2 separate regions of the Triticum aestivum genome follow, and region 2 is linked to region 1. Evidence: chromatin contacts called from public Hi-C data. All regions are on one chromosome and are shown on one strand. Each heading gives the region's core, a stretch centred on a gene start, on an enhancer-like site or on the middle of the called end of the contact. The rest is flanking DNA. Distances are from core to core; before and after follow the strand shown. Region 1 holds the start of LOC123181948 (UPF0603 protein OsI_019212, chloroplastic). Region 2 holds the start of LOC123181949 (RNA demethylase ALKBH10B).

The links. A called contact is a pair of places that touch in the nucleus more often than the background predicts.
Region 2: a contact with region 1 is called in a Hi-C map of leaf, with 7 times the contacts expected there. The contact joins the promoter of LOC123181949 here to the promoter of LOC123181948 in region 1. A contact is called at or near these places in 2 of 5 Hi-C or Micro-C datasets (both in leaf).

What each region holds. Positions count from the first base shown.
Region 1 is chr1D:345,094,330-345,099,581 of IWGSC CS RefSeq v2.1, forward strand. LOC123181948 (UPF0603 protein OsI_019212, chloroplastic) reads right to left here and starts at 3,079. Exons shown (of 3, transcript XM_044594370.1): 1 at 2,577-3,079; 2 at 2,283-2,475; 3 at 1,639-2,175. The coding sequence starts at 3,005. The coding sequence ends at 1,928. LOC123181947 (GDSL esterase/lipase At1g54790) reads left to right here. Exons shown (of 5, transcript XM_044594369.1): 3 at 81-247; 4 at 515-785; 5 at 1,141-1,525. The coding sequence ends at 1,409.
Region 2 is chr1D:345,401,993-345,406,714 of IWGSC CS RefSeq v2.1, forward strand. LOC123181949 (RNA demethylase ALKBH10B) reads right to left here and starts at 2,029. Exons shown (of 7, transcript XM_044594371.1): 1 at 1,287-2,029. The coding sequence starts at 1,836.

The DNA.
Region 1 (5,252 bases), core at 1,829-4,328:
CCTCGATACAACAGATAACCATCCAATGCTTTTGATTCACCAATTCAGACTATGGAACTCTTCTTATTATATTTTTACAGGAGATAGGTACCGTCGGTATATTCCTCAGTTGGATTACTTTTCGAAGGGACTCTACATGTTTGATATAGGTCAAAATGACCTTGCTGGTCAATTCTACTCCAGAACAGAGGACCAAGTCATTGCATCCATTCCGACTATTTTGTTGGAATTTGAAACTGGGCTCAAGGTTTGTAAATACATAGTGCTTGATGGTTCCATTTTTTTTCAGTCCATGGACTAATTGTCATTTTGCCTCATTGCACTTTGGTAATCACATTGTTAATAGAGGTAAAAATCTCTGTTGTAGTTAATATAGGTTTCAGATTCTGTATCATGTATATCTTGGTATTACTCTTGAGTTATATACTTTTTCAAATAAGTGCCTCACATTTAGTATATTTTTCTTCATTTCTAATACAACCAAACACCCCCTATGTGTTCCTTGTTATTTCAGACTCTATACGATCAGGGTGCCAGGAAGTTCTGGATTCACAACACAGGTCCTCTTGGCTGCTTACCTCAAAACATAGATCTTTTTGGCAAAGACCCAACACAACTGGATGAACTTCATTGTGTAGCAAAGCACAATCGTGCTGCAAAGATTTTCAACTTACAGCTGCATGCACTTTGCACAAAGTTGAGAGGCCAGTTTGCTGGAGCTAATATCACTTACATCGACATCTACTCCATCAAATATGCCCTGATTGGCAATTACTCTCGATATGGTATGCAAACTAGAGTTAACCACATTCTCTTGTTATCAAGAAAACCAAGCATAAAAAATCATTTGGACTTGTCAGTATATCATATCAATAGGGTCTAGGAAGATGTTTCAAGATTACTAATCATGCTTCAAATATGATTATCATTTGGAGTAAAAGAGAGGAAACAGTGACGCTTTAGATTTTGGCTCTTTGCTCATGCTGTCTTCTAGTTTCTCAACTTTCTTGTGCTAGGGATTTTTACATATGCTGAATTATCAGTTTTCATGATACCTCATCGTCGGAATATCAACGCAGTAATATTCTTAACGATTATAGAAGTAATGTTTTTTAAATTCCCACTTTCAAACTTTTACAGGATTTGAAAGTCCCACCGAAGCATGCTGTGGATACGGAGGACCACCCCTGAATTATGATGGCCGAGTGCCGTGTGGACAGACGAAATCTGTTAACGGTAATCTCGTAACCGCGAAAGGATGCAGTGACAGCACTGAGTATGTCAACTGGGATGGAATACATTACACGGAAGCTGCAAATTTCCACGTTACATCGCAGATTCTGACCGGGAAGTACTCAGATCCTCCGTTCGTCGACAAGATGCCATTCCTTATAAAACCGAGGTTCTAATGAGCGGGTATTTATTCCCACAACTGAATTAGTAAACCAATGTAATGTTGTATTGACCACAACAGATGTATTATTTATCACATGTCAATAATCACATATAGCTTCTTTTTTCATTAGTTTAAACCATGTTCTTCCCTGTTCTCTCTGTATGCAAAATTACTCGAAATTTCGTTGTAGCATGCAAGTTTTTGCTTCACATTTTGCAAGCAATTGAAGCTACTAAAGAATCTTGGCAAGAAAGAGTAGATTTGCATCCAGATTAATCACCAGTAATCACATTATCCAGTTGAGCTATCGTAAGAAGAATTAATACGTCCTGTTTGGGTGAGATTTTCTTTTTCCGAATCCTGCGGGAACTGAAGTGTGTGCTCTGTAAAATTTCCTAGTTCCAAACAGGCAAACATTGCACACGAGCGCGGGTGCGCTTGCATTGATCTCTCTCTGTTCACTTCTAAAATTCGAGCAGAAAACTGGGGGAATATCAAAAATTACTGTACTGTACACTGCACGCTGCTGGATCACTTCTTGGAGATGTAGGCGTAGTACTGCGCCATGGGCACGACGAAGGCGATGACGAGCAGGCCGCCCACGACGAGCGTGAACTGGCCGCGCTTCTCTTCCGTCTCCTCCTTGCTCTTGAAGTTGGACTCCCGCTTGCTCTCCTGGAACGCCGGCCCGCCCGGGTCCGGCAGCCCGTCGATCGCCGCCACCAGCCGCTTCGCCGTCGAGAAGATGGCCTCGTTGTACTTCTCGTCCGTCGCCAGCACTGCAATGCATGCGAGCATATCAAACGCTCATGCTCCGTCGCGGCCGTAGTGATGAACATCGTAGCATTTGACGGCCATTAGGGGCAAGGGGAAGGTAATTACGTACCTGGGAGGTTCTCGGAGACGGTGGCGTCGAGGATGGCGTCGCCGACGGCCTGCACGAAGGCCGGGCCGCCGGTGATGGCGCCCTCCTTCTGGCTGGTGACCAGCACCACGATCCCCTTGTTGCTGCCGTCCTCCACCGTCGGGTACCACTTCTCCAGCACTTGGTCCGCGTACTCGAACGCGTCGGCTTTGCTCTGCACAGATACACGTACCCAATGCGAGAGCATGAGTGAGCTAGCTTAGCCGGCCGCCGGCGACGAGCTGCTTACTGATCGAGACCAGACAGTACACGTACCGTGAGCTTGCGGACGGTGACGAAGTTGATCCGGATGTTCTTGCGGGCCTCGAGGTCGCGGGCGAGGCGCTTCACGTCGGACTTGGTCACGCGGCTGAGCACGCCGGCGTCGTCCACCACGTACGTGTCTGCCGGCGGCCCGTCGTTGAGCACGTCGAACTCCGACGCCGCGGCCGGCGCGGGCGCGGGCGACAGGGTGAGGGCCAGGGACAGCGCCGCGGCGGCGAGGCCGTGGTGCAAGAACGACGCCCAGCTCCCGACGCCGCCGTCGCCGTCTCCGCGCCAGGCGACGCCCGCCTGCGCCTGCGCCTGCTTCTTGAGCGAGCAGGAGACGGCGGGCCTGCTGCAGGGGACGGCGGCGGGGGCCGCTGGCTTCCTGGAGACCCGGAGCGGGCCGAGCAATGCGGAGGGGGAGAGGAGGGTCTCCATGGCCGCGGACGCGGAGCGGGAGGTTTTGGGGGTTGTGCGGGGCTGAGATCACGCCGGAGTTGCTCTGCCGCGTCCATTTTGTTTGTGCGAGCGGCGTCACTCGAGTCGGATCGTGATTGGGTGGCTGGGATTCCGGAGCCGGATAAGGCGGGCGCCAGCGTGGACGCCCGGACATGTCTGTCCCTATCACGATGCGATGGAGTTCGCAGTTTGCGTAGCTATGGGTTTTCTCTGCTGTTTGTGTCTACAGACTAGAGAGATGGTGAACGGAAATGAAAAGATCCAAAGATAACCAATAACCAATAAGCAAAGAAGCGACGCAAATGCGAGCAGCAAACAGAGACTAAAGATTTGAGTTAGGGCCGCTCAGCACAGAGAAGCTAGCAGAACAGACCTGCTTCGATTGATCATCGATCGACACCTCCAGGAGGCATCACCACATCAGTCAAGCCTCACCATCGATATCCTCGTTATTTTCTCCAGTCGCAGGGGAGCAAACGCATCTCCCTGCGCTCCATCGGCGTAAGAGCATCTCCAACACACGTGATATATAAACGCCGCCCTGAAAAATTAATGGTTTTACGCACGCTACCACTCCGGGCGCTTCAGTGGAGGCGCAAAAACCGCGCGTGCGACATAACTAGTTCAGCGCGCGGGTCGAAATGCCATCGCCGCTGTTTATTTGCTGCGCGCGCTCCCGCGCGCTGGACACTCGAGCGCCCGTTCACAACTTCCACCTACCCCATTCAGCCGCTCCCGCCGCCGCCGCCCGCGCCATCCCATTCTTTCGGCAACCGTTCCGGCGCTTTCTCGGCCTATCCCCGCGCCGCCGCTGCTTCCTCCGTTTCCCTCTAGTCACCGCCGCCCCTCGCGCGCGGCAGTCCTTCGACAACAGTGCCCGGCCGTCCACTGCCGCTCGGCGCCCGCAAGGTGTTCGACAGAACGCTTGCAAGGTATGTATTGCTTCAACTTCACATTTTTTACATGAATTTGGTGCATGTTGTTTGTAGTTTTTATAGCCTATTTTAAATTGAACATTGTAGATGAGTTCGTCATATGATTCTTCCTAAGAAGAATTTGATATGGAAGAAGAGGAGGATCTTGCAATGATCCTAACTATGCACATCAATAAAAAACCGAAGCACAGTGGTTCGGTTATGGGTCGGCAGAAAATTTGGAGGCATAGGATCGATGCCCACAACAGATTGATCAGGCACTATTTTGCGGATAATCCCGTGTACCCCCAGTCGTACTTCCGGCGCCGGCTTAGGATGAGCACCGAGTTGTTCAGACGCATTGCAGAGGAACTAGCGAGCCATGACCGGTTTTTTCAGCAAAGTTGGAATGCCGCCGGAGAGCTCGGGCATAGCACCTTTCAGAAGGTGACAACCGCTTTGCGTATGTTGTCATACGGTATCCCAGCTGATCTAGTTGATGATCACTTGGCCATGGGTGAGAGTCAAGCCATCATGTGTGTCAAGCGCTTCGCAGTCGGAATTATGCAAGTGTTTGGCTAGGAATATTTGAGATCTCCCAATGCTGAAGACGCCGCAAGGCTATTGGAAATGAACAAAGCTCGCGGCTTCCCAGCTATACTTGGCTCAATAGATTGCATGCATTGTAGTTGGAAGAATTGTCCTAAGGCATGGCATGGCCAATTCCATGGCCAAAAAAAAGGTTCCACTATAATCCTTGAAGCGATCAAGAGACTTGGATTTGGCATGCTTTTTATGGAATGCCTGGATCTTTGAATGACATCAACGTTGTTAATCGGTCACCACTGATGAATAAGATTGCAAATGGTGAACTGCCACCGGTGCAGTTTGTAGCAAATGACCGTACATACAACTATGGCTACTATCTTGCAGATGACATCTACCCGAAGTGGCAAACATTTGTGAAGCCATTGAAAAAACCGGAAGGTAAGATAAATCTTGATTTCCACAATGTTCAAGCGGCGGTGAAAAATAGACGATCAACGCGCTGCAGACGCTTTTTTAGCACGCCGCGCGTTGGGCGGCGAAGATGCTCAAGGAGCACAGGACACTGTCACGGCCACGCCTACACCCAGACGATATATTTTTTACTATATGTCGCTTGTAGCGACCCCGAAGGGAGCTCTTGCCTCCAGAGCCGGCCCAGCACATGTTTTTCTTTTTTTATTACTTTTATTTGGTTATATTTATAAAATTGACACTATTTTGCTTAGATTTAAACACATTCACAGCGCGTTTAGAAAATGTTTAT
Region 2 (4,722 bases), core at 779-3,278, 310 kb after region 1:
GACTCTCCTTTTATTTTTTGACCTGGTGACCAAGCGTGATCATTCGTCACCCCAGCCCGAAGATGAAGATGGCAGACCTCATCTCGAGCCGCGGAGCACTTAAAAACACAGCCCGAAAGTTAAAAACGACTCCAAAGCAGAGAGGTTCAAACTCGGTGTCATCGCTAGTTAATCTCCCCATTCAAAAGGGGCGAAGGATGCAAAGGTTTTGTCGAGACCGCCGTTGCCAAATCTGGTGACCCCCGGACACATGCTAACCAGATTCACCTGAAATATTTTATGCCGCCCGCCCTCCGCGACGCTACAGCCTAGCATCGCTGGAGCATATGCCCCATGGCAGCCTGTTGGCGCCCCTCACCAGACCGCAACACACAACGGTGGTGCCCTCGAGGCCGCTGGAGTGGAACCGCCGCGAGCTGGCTGCTGGCCGGGCCGGCCGGCAGGACAAAGGCGTCAGAGTCCCCGCCACGGCGCGGCACGTTTTGCACCCCCGACAGGTGATGGTTGTACCAGGAGTACATTAATTTGGCAAAGCCCCCACACCAAAAGTAAACACATGAGCTAATTACTGGTGGCGGGTAGCGGCCGTACTGGTCAGTACTTTCCCAAAAGGGTGGCCGAGCGAGGAGGGTGCGTGCAGGCGAGCCGGAAATAAAGTTTGCGCACGGACAGAGAGCGGGGGACGGCGTCTGGAGAAAAGCCGTAGGGTTTTGCAGTTCCAGCGACCTCGTGATGCCGTTTCACGGGCCGCCGCCGCCGCCACGGGTGGCCAGGATTGACCGGCCGAGGCTGTCTCCGCCGTCCGATCCTCCCAACGAGGGCTGAATAACTCCGCCGATGGTGGGGCTGCACGGGAAATTATTGGCTCTCTCGCCCCAGTTTTTCCCCCTAACCACCAGACGTAATGGGCCCGGTACGTGTTGGTTCGTCGAACTGGCGTGAATACTATTATTAACGATGCCGCTTTAGCCATAAAGAAAACGTCATTTGGAAGCCTAATTCGGACCCTTTTTTGGTTATTAGGCCCCAATAAAACAGGAGATATTCAAGTGGGAAAAGCTTGCGGAAGAAACCACGGGTGAAACGACCAGATCCAACCGTATGCGGAGCGAGGGCCAAAACGGGAGATCGGTTCGACAGACAGATTGAAACTAACGGAAAATTTCAAATGCGTCCGGAAAGGGAAATCTTAAGGGAAAAAAAGGGTAAATAACACTACGCGCACACGAGGATTAATTAATAGATATCACTCGCAAAAAAAAATTAATAGAGATGATTGTACTTACGTCCGTCGTGGGCGGCGTCGTCTTCCGTGGAGGCCGCCTTCCGCTCCGACGAATCTCCCGAGGAATCTTCGCCGTCCGCCTCCGGCTCGCGGTCCGCGTCGACGGGGTGGACGGAGACATCGGGCTGCGCCTCCGGTATCGGCTCGTGCTCGCGCTCGGGCTCGGGGTCCGGCTCCGCGGCGACGGTGACGACGAGCTCGTCCATGGGCTCGTGGATCACCGTGGACGCGGCCTCCTCCTCGGAGTAGGCGGCGGCCGCGGCGGCGCGGGCGCCGGAGACGCGACGCAGCTCGGCGGCGACGTCGGCGACGGAGTAGAACTTCTGCATGTGGAGGACGGGGAACCAGTTGAGGCGGCGGCGGTGGAGCGCGGCGAAGACGGCGTCGTAGTCGGCCCCGCCGATCTGCGCGAGGTGGCCGCACAGCGCGTCGATCACGGCGTTGGCGGCCGCGAACTCGCCGCGGTACCACCCGATCACGGCGTCCCTGGCCGCCACCTGATCCGGCGCCGCCACCGGTGACCCCGGGGCCCCCGCCGCCGGTGTCGTCATCCCTCCCGCGATCGCCAGGGTACCACTCAACGCACTAACCACCGGCTATCTCTCCCTCCCTCTCGATTCCCGGCCCGTGTGATGCGTGGCGCTCTCTCCGCCCAAGCTTTTTGTAATGGCGTCAAAGTGTTCGACGGACGCCCTGCCTGTTCTAAATCGGCTTGGGATTGTGGGGAGCGCTTCTCTCTCGGGGGCGCGCCTATAAATACCCCCGGAGAAGAAGCGGCCGAGGGTACCCGTAACCAACAGCGCCCAGGGGCGGGCAGGGTGACGTGGCGGCGGATTAGCGGGTACGGGCGCAGATCCGACAAGGTGGTGGCAGCAGTTAGTTAAGGTCAGCCTCGCTTTATAGGAGGTGGCTCGACTCGACCCGGCCTACGGGGGCGCGTGTGGACCGCGCGCTCGCTCCCTCCGCAGAGATGGGCTGCGCCGCGATTCGGCGCACGGGGACGTCGCTCGCCGCGGCGGATGGCCTCGGGATGCGCGGCGACGGCGTGCACCCGGTCCTTGGGCCTTATCGTGGACCGGGACACCGGGTGGCCATGCGTGGGAGCCTGGTTGGACCGCGCACCATCCCAGCCGTCCGTTTCAGGGCCCCGCATCCGTGTTCGTTTTTTTGTTCTTGTTTGTGCAAGACATGATTGGGTACAGGCGAATACGGAAGTTTTTTTCTCTATTGGCTGTAATAACCGCGTAAGGATAGGCTGTAATGTGCGAGGGTAGAACCCTGTTTTGGGAAGTAGGTAATTTGATCAATGAATTATCCAGCTATTTGCATGCTTTTCTCAACAACAACAAAAAGGTATTTGCATGCTTACCCATTTGAGAAAATCACGCGGTTTTGAGATTTGAAGATGGGGTATGCAGAATGCATTGGATATCCACAATGGTTTGACCATCTCTTAGATTTATGTGTACGATTTTCATAGGGTTTGTCTTTTTGCTGCGAAAATAGATGGCCTCCCACAATGACCACGTCTAAGAGTTCAGTGTTCTCTATTGTACGACGTATCTTCTTTTCATTAGATGTGTTTTTCAAAGAGAGAGGGAAAGATAGAGAGGGCGGGGGGCTATGAATATATGTGTGTATGTATTAAGATATGTAAGAGATCTTTTGTTGCAAGAGCATTATAGGGTACGATCGTAGTCACGCACATAATCTTTAATGCCTACAAGCTTTCAATAGCAACCAATGCACTCCTATTCGTTGTAGAACATAGGCCCATGCCTCATGGGCATAGGTGAGAAGGGGCGACGAGCATATTGTCAATCAACTCATCCACCCGACGATATGAGCAAAGACAATGACTGGTGGGGCAGTGCTCGGTCAAATGATCACATGTCCAACAACGATTCAACGATGCGGTTCATGCACACATCTTAAACCTCAGCAACGCTCATGGTTTCCGCACAAGATCTCCCTAACTACAGTTGGTCGGTCCCACACAAATCACGCGAACGCCAACGAGTAAAGTGTTTCCGCATCTGATTTTATTTGCCGCATAATTATGCATATTAATTGCTAGAAGATTTCAGTCGTCGCAACCGATGTCAATGTCGTCGGTCGTCGTGAGGGTAGCTTGTGACTTGTGATTTTAAGGTTGTGCGGTTTTTCTCCAACCAAATAGAACGAAGCATGCATAGGGTAATAGAGTTGAACACTTTCCTAAGGCGGTCACCACGCCTGGTGCTGGCTTCTCTCCACCGCGAGAAGATGGAACCGTTTGGCTAGGATGGGCCAACATATGGTTGTGTATATATTACAATACAGAAGAGGTTTCTTTGTTGCAAGAGCATTACAAGTGATGACCCTAGTTACGCACAACATCCTAAAACCCTATTCACGCTGAAACCAACACATTCAAGCTATCATTTGGAGATGATGTAGGTTCCGACGACAACCAACATCCTTAAAGCCATTGGTAATCATGAACTTATGTTGCGACTTTCTCCTAAAGTTTATGTGATTTCTTTCCATCAAGATAGAGCAGAGCACGCATAAGGCAATAGAGAACCCTCCCCTAAGGCAAGCTTCGCACCCAGGCGCTAGCCACGGTCCATTAAGACAAGATGGAATGTTTGCCTCGATTGAGGCAAGTTGTTGCACTCCTATTCGTTGTAGAACCCAGGCCCACACCTCATGGCCATAGGTGAGACGGAGCGACAATCATATGGCCAATCATCTCATCCGAGTCGCCATGCCGCACATCAAGGGTGTGTTTGGTAAGCTGCATTAGGTCGGGCCAGACCAGCACGGACGAAAATGGGATGTTTGGATGCATGTGTTTACTGTTTGGCCCGCATAGCACGAACCTCAAAGCACCCCTCAGCCAGGCCCTCTAGGAACGGCCGAATCGGCTGTTTCCAGCGAGCCAGGCTCGAGCGATGCAGGGGAGGGGAACGCCGCCCGCGCAAGGGAGGGTGATGGCGGGAGCGATGGCGCATCTCCAAAAAAAGTGGCGGGATGAATTCGAGTCACCGCCCACCGATTCGGTCACCCTATATATCGAGGGTGACCGCCGCGGCAAAACTCCCGCCACCATTTCCCCCCTCTCAAGCTTTTCCTCCGGCGCAGATCCACTTCGACGACGAGGTAAGCGGCGGAACTACTCTGGCGACTGCTTGACTGATACGTCCATTTTGCATCATGTTTTCATACTGTTGTTTACTATGTTTTTATGCATAATAATGCTTTTGGGAGTAATTCTAATGCCTTCTCTCTCATAATATGCAAGGTTTACACAAAGAGGGAGAATGCTGGCAGCTAGAATTCTGGACCCGAAAAAGCTACGTCAGAGCTACCTATTCTGCACATCTCCAAATGAGCTGAAAATTTACGGAGAAATGTTTTGAAATATATAATAAATATTGGAGAAATAACTACCA